2 separate regions of the Sus scrofa genome follow, and region 1 is linked to region 2. A link is a contact called in public HiChIP or PLAC-seq data. All regions are on one chromosome and are shown on one strand. Each heading gives the region's core, a stretch centred on a gene start, on an enhancer-like site or on the middle of the called end of the contact. The rest is flanking DNA. Distances are from core to core; before and after follow the strand shown. Region 1 holds the start of SLC20A2 (sodium-dependent phosphate transporter 2). Region 2 overlaps SLC20A2 (sodium-dependent phosphate transporter 2).

Evidence for each region. HiChIP or PLAC-seq counts read pairs in DNA pulled down with a chosen protein or histone mark.
Region 1: a contact with region 2 is called in an H3K27ac HiChIP or PLAC-seq map of alveolar macrophages. The contact joins the promoter of SLC20A2 here to the enhancer-like site in region 2. A contact is called at or near these places in 4 of 47 Hi-C or Micro-C datasets (alveolar macrophages, embryonic fibroblasts, heart right ventricle and 1 more) and 2 of 2 datasets of contacts at active chromatin or transcription factors (alveolar macrophages and skeletal muscle).

What each region holds. Positions count from the first base shown.
Region 1 is chr17:11,546,538-11,551,213 of Sscrofa11.1, forward strand. It overlaps SLC20A2 (sodium-dependent phosphate transporter 2), which reads right to left and starts at 3,086. Exons shown (of 12, transcript XM_021078067.1): 1 at 1-3,086. SMIM19 (small integral membrane protein 19) reads left to right here and starts at 3,370. Exons shown (of 4, transcript NM_001190223.1): 1 at 3,370-3,595.
Region 2 is chr17:11,456,407-11,460,988 of Sscrofa11.1, forward strand. SLC20A2 (sodium-dependent phosphate transporter 2) reads right to left here. Exons shown (of 12, transcript XM_021078067.1): 7 at 1-55. Among named protein-coding and RNA genes, the nearest start is that of VDAC3, 46 kb to the left of the region's middle. Within about 2 kb of position 1,940, at least 6 of the 83 cell types and tissues checked have an H3K27ac peak or open chromatin away from gene starts, as enhancers often do. A contact at or near this core is called in alveolar macrophages, where this site is marked.

The sequences.
Region 1 (4,676 bases), core at 1,836-4,335, 91 kb after region 2:
ATCTCTCTCCCATCTCGGACAAGGTAACTGCCCCCCGAACCAGGGGACCCACTCTGACTCAAGTGCCAGGCTGCCTGGGTTCACATCCCGTCTCCCTCCTTGCTACTCGCCTTGTGGTCATGGGCAGGTGACTTCATGACCTCGCTGTGTCTCTGTCTCCTCATTTGTAAAACAGGATTATAACTGCATCTGTGTCAAAGGGTTGTCAGGAGGTTCAAATAAACTAACGTTGTAAAGGCACTGGAGACAGTGTCAGGCAGATTTTACGCACAACACAAACGTTAGCTATTAGTATCTGCTTTACTTAACACCAAATTCTCATACTGTTCCCCGTGGGTACACCATGGCTGCCCAACTAAAATGCTACCTACTCGAGGATGGGGACCACATTGTGAACATTCCTGATGCTCTCCCACAGTAGCTAATATTCACTCAACAGGTAAAAAGAAGCCTACTCTGTGTATGTTAGTATACTGGATGACCAAGGAAGTTCTCAAACACAGGCCAGCACGAAGGAATCTTCCCTGCCTCCGAGCTGCCTGTATTTGGGGTGGGGAAACAAAACACGGGGAACACTCAGGCGACAATATAAAGCTGCAAGAGATTAAATGCCAAAGTGTGTGGCAGAAACAGCTGACACTCAAAGGGTGCATTGTGAGCTGAGACTCCGGAGAAGGCGAGGCTGCCCTGCCCCTAAAGGTGAGTGGGATTTCCACTGGAGGTGAGAACAGAGAGGATTCCAGCCTATCTCTTCATTGCACAAGTATTTCCTGCACACCTGCGATGCAGACACTGTCCCCGCCTCCGGGCAGATGGCCAGGAGGGACCCAGAAAAGGCCCCTGCACCCCAGGAGCTGAAAAGGGCACCCACTTGAGAGCCGAGTTCTGAAGGGAGGAAGGAAGAAGGACCTGTTCTCCAACCTGGTGAGACATGACATGGTTTAAATGCCTCGTACACACGAGCCAAGGCTGGCATTCTGTCACCCCGGCCTCCAAAAGTGACAAATGTACAGAAATGGCTGGCATGAGAAATGACAAACTTGTCATAGGCTGTATTCTAAGTGTGTTCCATTGTTCCTTGAGGCATGTTCAAAGGTTGATTCTCCATATTTCCAGATACATAGAAGAGAGTTATAGACACAGTCGGTATTATCAGAACGGTTTTCATAATAGAGGCTGTGGAGGCGCAGCCGCTAAATTGTGCCCCAGTGAAAGCCTATTAACCAAAGCTCTGTGCTTTGTCACTTGCCATCCCTTTCTCTTCTTTCCTTCTCCTACTAGTGGCTGCCCACAAATATCAAATCTCTACTAGGAATGTGCCTGAACATGCATGTGGTGGCAAGAATCAGTCACGATGGGTGGAAATAGTAACTCCACGGAAAAGACATGCATGCAGCTTTTGCTTCCTACATCCTTCCACTGATGACAAATCACTCATCCCCTCCCCAGGGAAAATGCCTTCAGGTCAAAGAAGGTTCTCGTAAAATCCTAACCGGCAGAGCATTCTCAATCCTCTTCCTCCAGTGATGGAGCACTATCTGAAAATACGCTCCAACCGCAAATACGACACATTTCCAAGCACCTCCCTCCCTCATCCTCTGCACGTTCTCTCAGCTATTTCTGCTCTCACAAGATGCAACTGCTGGATCCCACCATCATTCTCATCACTGTTATTCCTCCATACATCATTAAACTGTATCTCTGGAAACACAGTCAAAATAAAACTTCTGGATTAAGGAAGTCAAAACTACTCAATTAAATCCAGTCAAAAAATTAACTTTTTCTTTTCCTTTCTTTTCTTTTGGCCACCCCCATGCCATGTGGAAATTCCTGGGCCAGGGACCACATCCAAGCCCCAGCTGCCACCTCCGCCACAGCTGCACCAACAGCCTAACTCACTGCCGAGGATCAAACCCAGGGCTCTACCGTGACCTGAGCCACTGCAATCAGATTTTTAACCCACTCCGTCATGGGGGGGAACTCCAAAAACTTAACTTGTTAATGCACAAAATACTGGACTGGAATATGTTGAAGACATTTCAAGGCAAACTGAAAAATCAGGTAGAACTCCTACAGCATGGATTACCCAAGATTCTTAACATTCACAGGTATGTTAAGAAGTAATAGCCAATTCACTGTTTTTTATTTCCTTGGTTTGGTACTAGAAAATTACTCTTCCTGCTTGACTGTCATTTGTTAACTCTTATTAAGAATGTCACTTAGAAACTAAATATGGAAAGAGGGGGCCTTTCAGAAGGGGACATTAAGGCTTTCCCAACATTTACCTTTATCCAGTGTCCTAAGCCTGGCCTGTTCATTGCGTGACAATGATACGTAATGGCAACTTGGATAAAGAGACATGACACAGGGCTTTGGAAACTACTGAATACCCTAATGAAGGGACTGACTGCCCTTCCATGTAATTGTAAAGCCCTCTTCCAACTTGAAAAACACATTCATTTACTCTCTGAGTCATTATATACTGCCAACACCCTTATTTTACAAAAAAAAAAAAAAAAACTGAAAAAAAACAGAAACAGAAGTAATTAATGTACATATTCCACACTTGGACACATTCAAATCAACTCGTGTACTCAAATATTTCTGAACAACCTATGTTTATGCAAAAAGTTATCTGGAAGATTAAATGAAAGAAAGTATGGCACAGGCCTGGCAAACACTCGGTAGGTACTCAACATTACCCAATTATTATTGATTCTAATTTTCCAACTTTGGAGTTGTACTAAATAGTTACAAAACTACATATATGATTATATATACATACTATATATAAGCTAATATGTTACTACTAAAAATAAAGCTTTTGTTATATACCAAGGAATGCTCTTCCTCTACAGAAGAGTTGAGTTTAATTTTAACAGAATGATCCACAAAGAAGCAGAGAAAACTTGCTAAGGGTAGAGTGTTAAATCTTAGCTCTAATCTCTGCTTGTCAATTAAGGATACAACCTCTACAAGGTCTAGTATGAATTATAATCAGCAGTCAGCTGATCCTAGAGAACACGCTCAAAATGAATAGTTAAGACCTCGAGCACGTGAACAAGTGGCCATTTATTTGCAAGGCTACGCCAACCGCTGAAATCGGATTACTTCAATGCTGATGCTGAAATCCTACATAAATTCTTTACCTGTCTCGAGCTAGAATTTTTCAACTCTTTACACACACACAAATCTTAAATACCCCAAAGTCACTTTAACAATAATACTACAGCATCCTGGGCACATCCAGTTTTTAAAACACTTCAATACTCTCAGCACGCATCATTTATTATGACAAGAAAAGTGCAGCAAAAGTGTGGAGAGCACGTGCTTTCCTAAGTAAATACTAAAAGTAACCCTCTGCCCTCATTACGAAAAGAGAAAATCTTTGCGTTTCCAGCTAAATCTCGACCGTGGGCCAAGGCACACTCGTTCTCCCGCGCGGGTAGCGGCGCCCAGGAGCGCCGAGGCGGGACGGGAAGCTGCTTGCGCTCCCGGAGGACCCGGCCCCTCTCCCGGCCCGCTCGGACGCGCCGCGGCCGGACCCACGTGGACCTCCAGCCGGCGGCCAGACCCACCGCCCTGGAGCCCCGAGGTAGCAGCAGGCCGGGGTAGCTACGGGTCCGGGAGGCGGGGAGGGGCCGGGGGCGGGGCCGGCGCCGCGCCACGGGGGAGGGAAGGGAACCGGGCTCCACTCACGCGCCCGGAGGCGGCACCGGGGCCGTCGCTGCGCTTCTCCGGTTCAAACCCTGAGAGGGGGGCGGGGGGGAAAGACCTGGCTCCTTGTTCCATCCGGAAGCCAACGGGCCGGCAGGAAATGACGAAGCAGAGGTCGTCCGGGTCCGTTCGGTAACCGGCTCCGCGCGTCCGGCCGCAACTGCGGGGGAAGGAGCCCCGAGCAGAGCAGCCCAGCCTCGCGCCGCCTGCGGAGCGAGCAGCGTGAGTGGACCCGCGCCCCGCGCCTGCGGCCGCCCGGCCCCGCCCCCGTCCGGCCCCGCCCCCGCCGTGCGCCCCGCCCCGGCTTGTGGGGGAGGGGGAGACGGGGAGGGGCAGGCGCCCCCAGCCCGGTGCCCGGCCCACTGCCCGCCGGCGTCCGGGCCTCTCAGCCGCTGCGCCCCGCTTGAGCCTCTCAGGCGGGAGGGAGTAGGGAGGCTCCGAGTTCCGGAAACGCGGATGGAGAGGTGGAAGTCGCGGTCTCCCCAGCGCGAGGCCGGGGCTGGCTGGGGACCGCTGGGTTTAGCGGACGCGCTTTAGGATCGCACCGTGCAGCCTGCGGGCGCCGGCGCCCAGGCCGCTCCTGCCCTGGCCGCTTACACGGGGGTGGGGGATGGATTTCGAGGTGCCTGCTTCACCACACTTCTTTCCAGGACCTGGGGGTGTCACGGGTCTGGGTGGGGCCTGAAGCGTTCACGTTTGGGGGTTAGGTATGTGACTACACTTCCCTCCATACCCTGGCCTCGACGGCTTTGGGCAAGTTGCAAAACCACCACCACCATCCCCGGTCTTCGGCCAAATGGAACTTTAGTGCCTCCCAGCAGGCGGGTTGTGAAAATTCAGAGAATGCGGGCGCTGCCAGCACAGGCGCCCTCAAATGTTAATTTCCTTCGTCTTAGTGGAAGCCCTGTGAGCTTATACATTTCCGTTTGAGGAACTCAAACCTTTAGGGATTCAGAGGA
Region 2 (4,582 bases), core at 690-3,189:
GCAACGCCGAAGGAGATGAGAGCGATCGCCCACATGGGAAGGACCAGGCCCAGCACTGGGGGAAGAAGGCGACACGGGGTTGTCACTGGACGCTTCTGAGAGGCCAGACAGCAAGCACATCAACACACTCGCCACTCCCCAAAGCTGAGTGGATCACCTGGATTCTGCGTTTAATACAACTCTCACCCAGAAAAATGTGCTAGATGTTTGGGGTCCACAGCTGTGTATTTGCGACAACTATCCCTGTGGATAGGTATTTACATTGATGAGTAAGCTAATTATTAAAAATTGATCGGCTTCGGAGTTCCCGTCGTGGCTCAGCATACATGAGGTTGAGTGCTCACTCCCTGCCCTTGCTCAGTGGGTTAATGATCCGGCGTTGCTGTGAGCTGTGGTGTAGGTTGCAGACGCGGCTCGAATCCCACGTTGCTGTGGCTCTGGCATAGGCCGGAGATTACAGCTCCGATTCGACCCCTAGCCTGGGAACCTCCATATGCCGCGGGAGCGGCCCAAGAAATAGCAAAAAGACCAAAATAAATAAATAAATAAATAAATAAACTTAAAAAAAAAAAAAAAGAAAGGCCAGCTGGGTCATGGTATGTGTAGGGCGATCCAATTTATGCTTGGAAGAGAAAACCACCCGATGCCTTCACTCCTACCACACATGCAAATAGACAGAAAAGTTCTGGAGAGAATCCGTGGTTACTCCTGCAGAGAGATGGACCCTGGCGGGGGCTCTCCCATCTCACTGAAGAGACTTTTGTACTGTTAATTTCAAAAATTTCTAATAAACACATACTTTCGTAAATTGCTCTTAAAGAGAACAGTGGGTCTGATTTACTGCCCTGCCCTTCAGGAGGGCCTGGCACGTCTATGACTCCTGGGGCGGGGGGAACCCACCACCCCTCAACTTTTTTTTTTTTTTTGCTTTTTAGGGCTGCACCTGCAGCATAAGGAAGTTCCCAGGCTAGGGGTCCAATTGGAGCTACAGGTGCCAGCCTACACCACAGACACAGCAACACAGAATCTGTGCCACATCTGCAACCTACATCGTAGCTCACAACAACACCGAATCCTTAACACTGAGTGAAGCCAGGGATCGAACCTGCATCCTCATGGATACTAGTTGGGCTCGTTACCACTGAGCTACAAGGGGAACTTCCATCCCTCAACTCTTTTAAACTTGTAAAAAAGGTTTTCAAATTTTCAAAAAAAGATTGAAAGGAGTAAACTATTTAAAACTCTGCTCTTAGAGTAAATAACTCATAATGCACGCTTTGTTACACCATTAACCTTTTTATTTTGACCCACCCACAGCAAGTGGAAGTTCATTTCAGTGAGCGAACACTTTTGCCCTCAGGCCCCATTTCCCTCCATCCACACTGAGCGGGGCCCACAGCAAAGGCAGAGGGGGTACCACATGCACTGCTCCAAGCCCCCCCGCCCATGAGGGCTAGGGATCGACCTCATGCCAGCAGTGACTCAGGCCACAGCAGTGACAATGCTGAGCCCTTAACTGCGAGGCCACCAGGAAACTCCTTAACCATCTTATATGTTTAGGCCAACTCAAAGTTCCTCAGTTAAGGTATTACTAGACATTCTGGTAATGGTAAGAGGAAGAAGAGGTACTTAATACTATAAATGGGAAGTCAGGATTAGCATACATAAATATGAAAAAAAAACTATTATTATTTATCATTTTTCTATAATAAAGCTTGGGTCACTGGTGGGCACAGATACTCAGTGGCCAGGCCACTCTGTCCTCAAACCTCCAGTGACTCCAGAAGCAATGGCCCCACGTGGGGCTGCACCGAGGAACTGGCAGCCTGGCCCCAGCTTGGCTCTGTCCCAGGATCCGCGGCTTGGAATTGCTCGTAAAACTACTCCATCTGACCTCACTGGCCACGCCTGTGGCCACAGCTTCCTGCTTCTGTTTTCCATCTTTATGTCAGCGTCCTGGTGGTAAAGCACCACTGTGAGGTGGCTTCTTGCTGCCCTGAGTGGTGGCTGTAAACTACCAACGCCAAACTGATCAGCCAACGGCAATGCCAACTAAGGCTTACACGTACTTGGTTTCTGAAGGCGTTTCGCCACTTCCCCTGTGGCTCCTCCTGTTGGTGAAATTGTTAACTGCTCTACTTTGGGCTTCACCATGTTAACCTGATCTAGGACAGGCGCGCCCTGGGGGCCTTGGGGATGGGGAGGCAGTTTGGGAGAGGGATACGTACATTTCTTTTTCTTTTCTATTTCTTCAAGGCCACACCCACAGCCCACGGAGTTTCCCAGGCTAAGGGCTGAATTGGCGCCACAGCTGCCAGCCTACACCACAGCCACAGCAACAGTGAGATCTGAGCCGCATCTGCGACCTATTCTGCAGCTTGCAGCAGCGCTGGATCCTTCACCCACTGAGAGAGGCCAGGGATCGAACCCGTGTCCTCATGGATACTAATAGGGTTCTTAACCCACTGAACCACAATGGCAACGCCAGATGTGTAAATATTTCAGTGAGCGAACACTTTTGCCCTCAGGCCCCATTTCCCTCCATCCACACTGAGCGGGGCCCACAGCAAAGGCAGAGGGGGTACCACATGCACTGCTCCAAGCCCCCCGCCCATGCTCTCCCCTGAGGTCATGTGGTGGCCAGGGGCTGTGAGGACCAGCACCCGAAAGGGAGAAACTGAGGCCGGCTGCATGACCTTCTGACGCTTAAGACAAGAAGCCACAGGGTCACCTGCACCTTGAACCTTTACCATCACAGCTGCCTTCACGCACGGTCTGGCCTGGGAAGTGGCCAAGAGGCTCTGAAGGCGGCCTCTCAGTCACAAGAACCGGACGGAGATCAGGGGCTCACGTCGCTGGGGGTGGAAGGGGTGGGGGGTGGGGGCAGATGAAAATCAAGGGTGGGGGGAGGGGGGAGCAAAGGGGCAAAAGAACGTGGGTCCTAAGAGAAGAGGGAGGAGCAGAAAGGGGACAGAATTCGCATCTTCCCAAATTATTCCAGCAATTCAGTAAGTTAATAGGGCATCAAAAGAGCATCAGGATTAACTCGTATACAAAACAGAAATAGACCTATAAGACCTAGAAAAACACTGGTTACCAAAGGGGAAAGGGTAAGGTGGGATAAATGAGCAGTTTGAGATGAACAGAGGTGCGCTACATTTTATATGTATATATAAAATAGATAATCAACAAGGACCTTCTGTTTAGGAGCTCTGCTCAGTATTTTGTCATAATGTATAAGGGAAGAGTCTGAAAAAGAGTGTTCATTATATAATGTGTGTGTGTATAAAATTGAATCACTTTGCTATACCTCTGAAACTAACACAACACTGTAAATCAACAATACTTCAATAATAAAGAAAGGAGTTCCCTGGTGGCTCAGTGGATTAAGGATCTGGCTTTGTCACTGCTGGGGCCTGGGTGTGATCCGCATGCTGCAGGGAGGCCAAAAAAAAAATTAAAATTAAAAAAACTAAAATTAAAATTGGAGTTGCCATTGTAGCTCAGCAGTAACGGAACCCGACTAGTAGGCATGAGGATCAATCCCTGGCCTCACTCAGTGGGTTAAGGATCTGGCATTGCTGTGGTCGTGGTGCTGGCTGGCAGCTGCAGCTCCAATTGGACCTCTAGCCTGGGAACTTGCATATGCCGTGGGTGCGGTCCTAAAAAGACACAAAAAATTAATAAATAAAAATTAAGTAAAAATTTTAAAAAGCATCAGAATTTACTTTAAAGCCTGCATATAAGAGACGCAGACTGAAATCAACTATACTTTCATAAAAAATTTTTTAAATCAACAATACTTTAATTAAAAAAGAAACATAGACTGACAGTTATTTATGGGCTATAGCTCTAAACTGTACTAAATCCATTAAAATCAAATTTCATGGGTAAAAATTTAATTAAAAGCAAAAATCCAGCAGAGAAAAGCACTTCAGTCAATGTACCTCTGAGGGAAAACTAGTTTTCTTCCAAAAATTCAAAGCTGACATTTTTACAGCAAAGTTGTGGACAAAAATATTTCATAGTGAACTGCCTTCCCGTGAGGCTCTCGAGTTGGTTTCCAGCAACGACACTCGAGAGGGTGCCGAGGCACGGCCGCCCCGCACCCCGTGGACAGCAAAGTAGGCCATGGCTTGAATCGCTCCCGGTCCCTGGGCCAACAGTGGCTGCCAGGAACCCACACAGGGTGCTCGGAAGCCCAGACCTCGCTCCAACCCCTCAATGGCCTTTCATCTCAAGCTCTTTCATTTTCTGAACAGCAAAGATATGATGAATAGTGATTCAGCTCTAACCTCAAGCATCTTTGCGATTCTTTCCCAAACCCCCAAAGATCAGAACATCCAACGGACTTGGGGGAGAAGTCAATGGAACTTTTTAAAAAATTCACAGCCTTCTGGAGTCATGACTCGGTCACCGCTCTCAATTTTCACATAGGACAATCATTATTAGCATCTAATAAAATTAAATGAACTTCTATAAAACCAAGAAGGCTTTAGGCCATATTAGTTTCCTTAAATTAACTCCACTTTAAGCCTCTAGACACCCTCTCCTTTCTCTTTTTAATTTGATAAATAATACA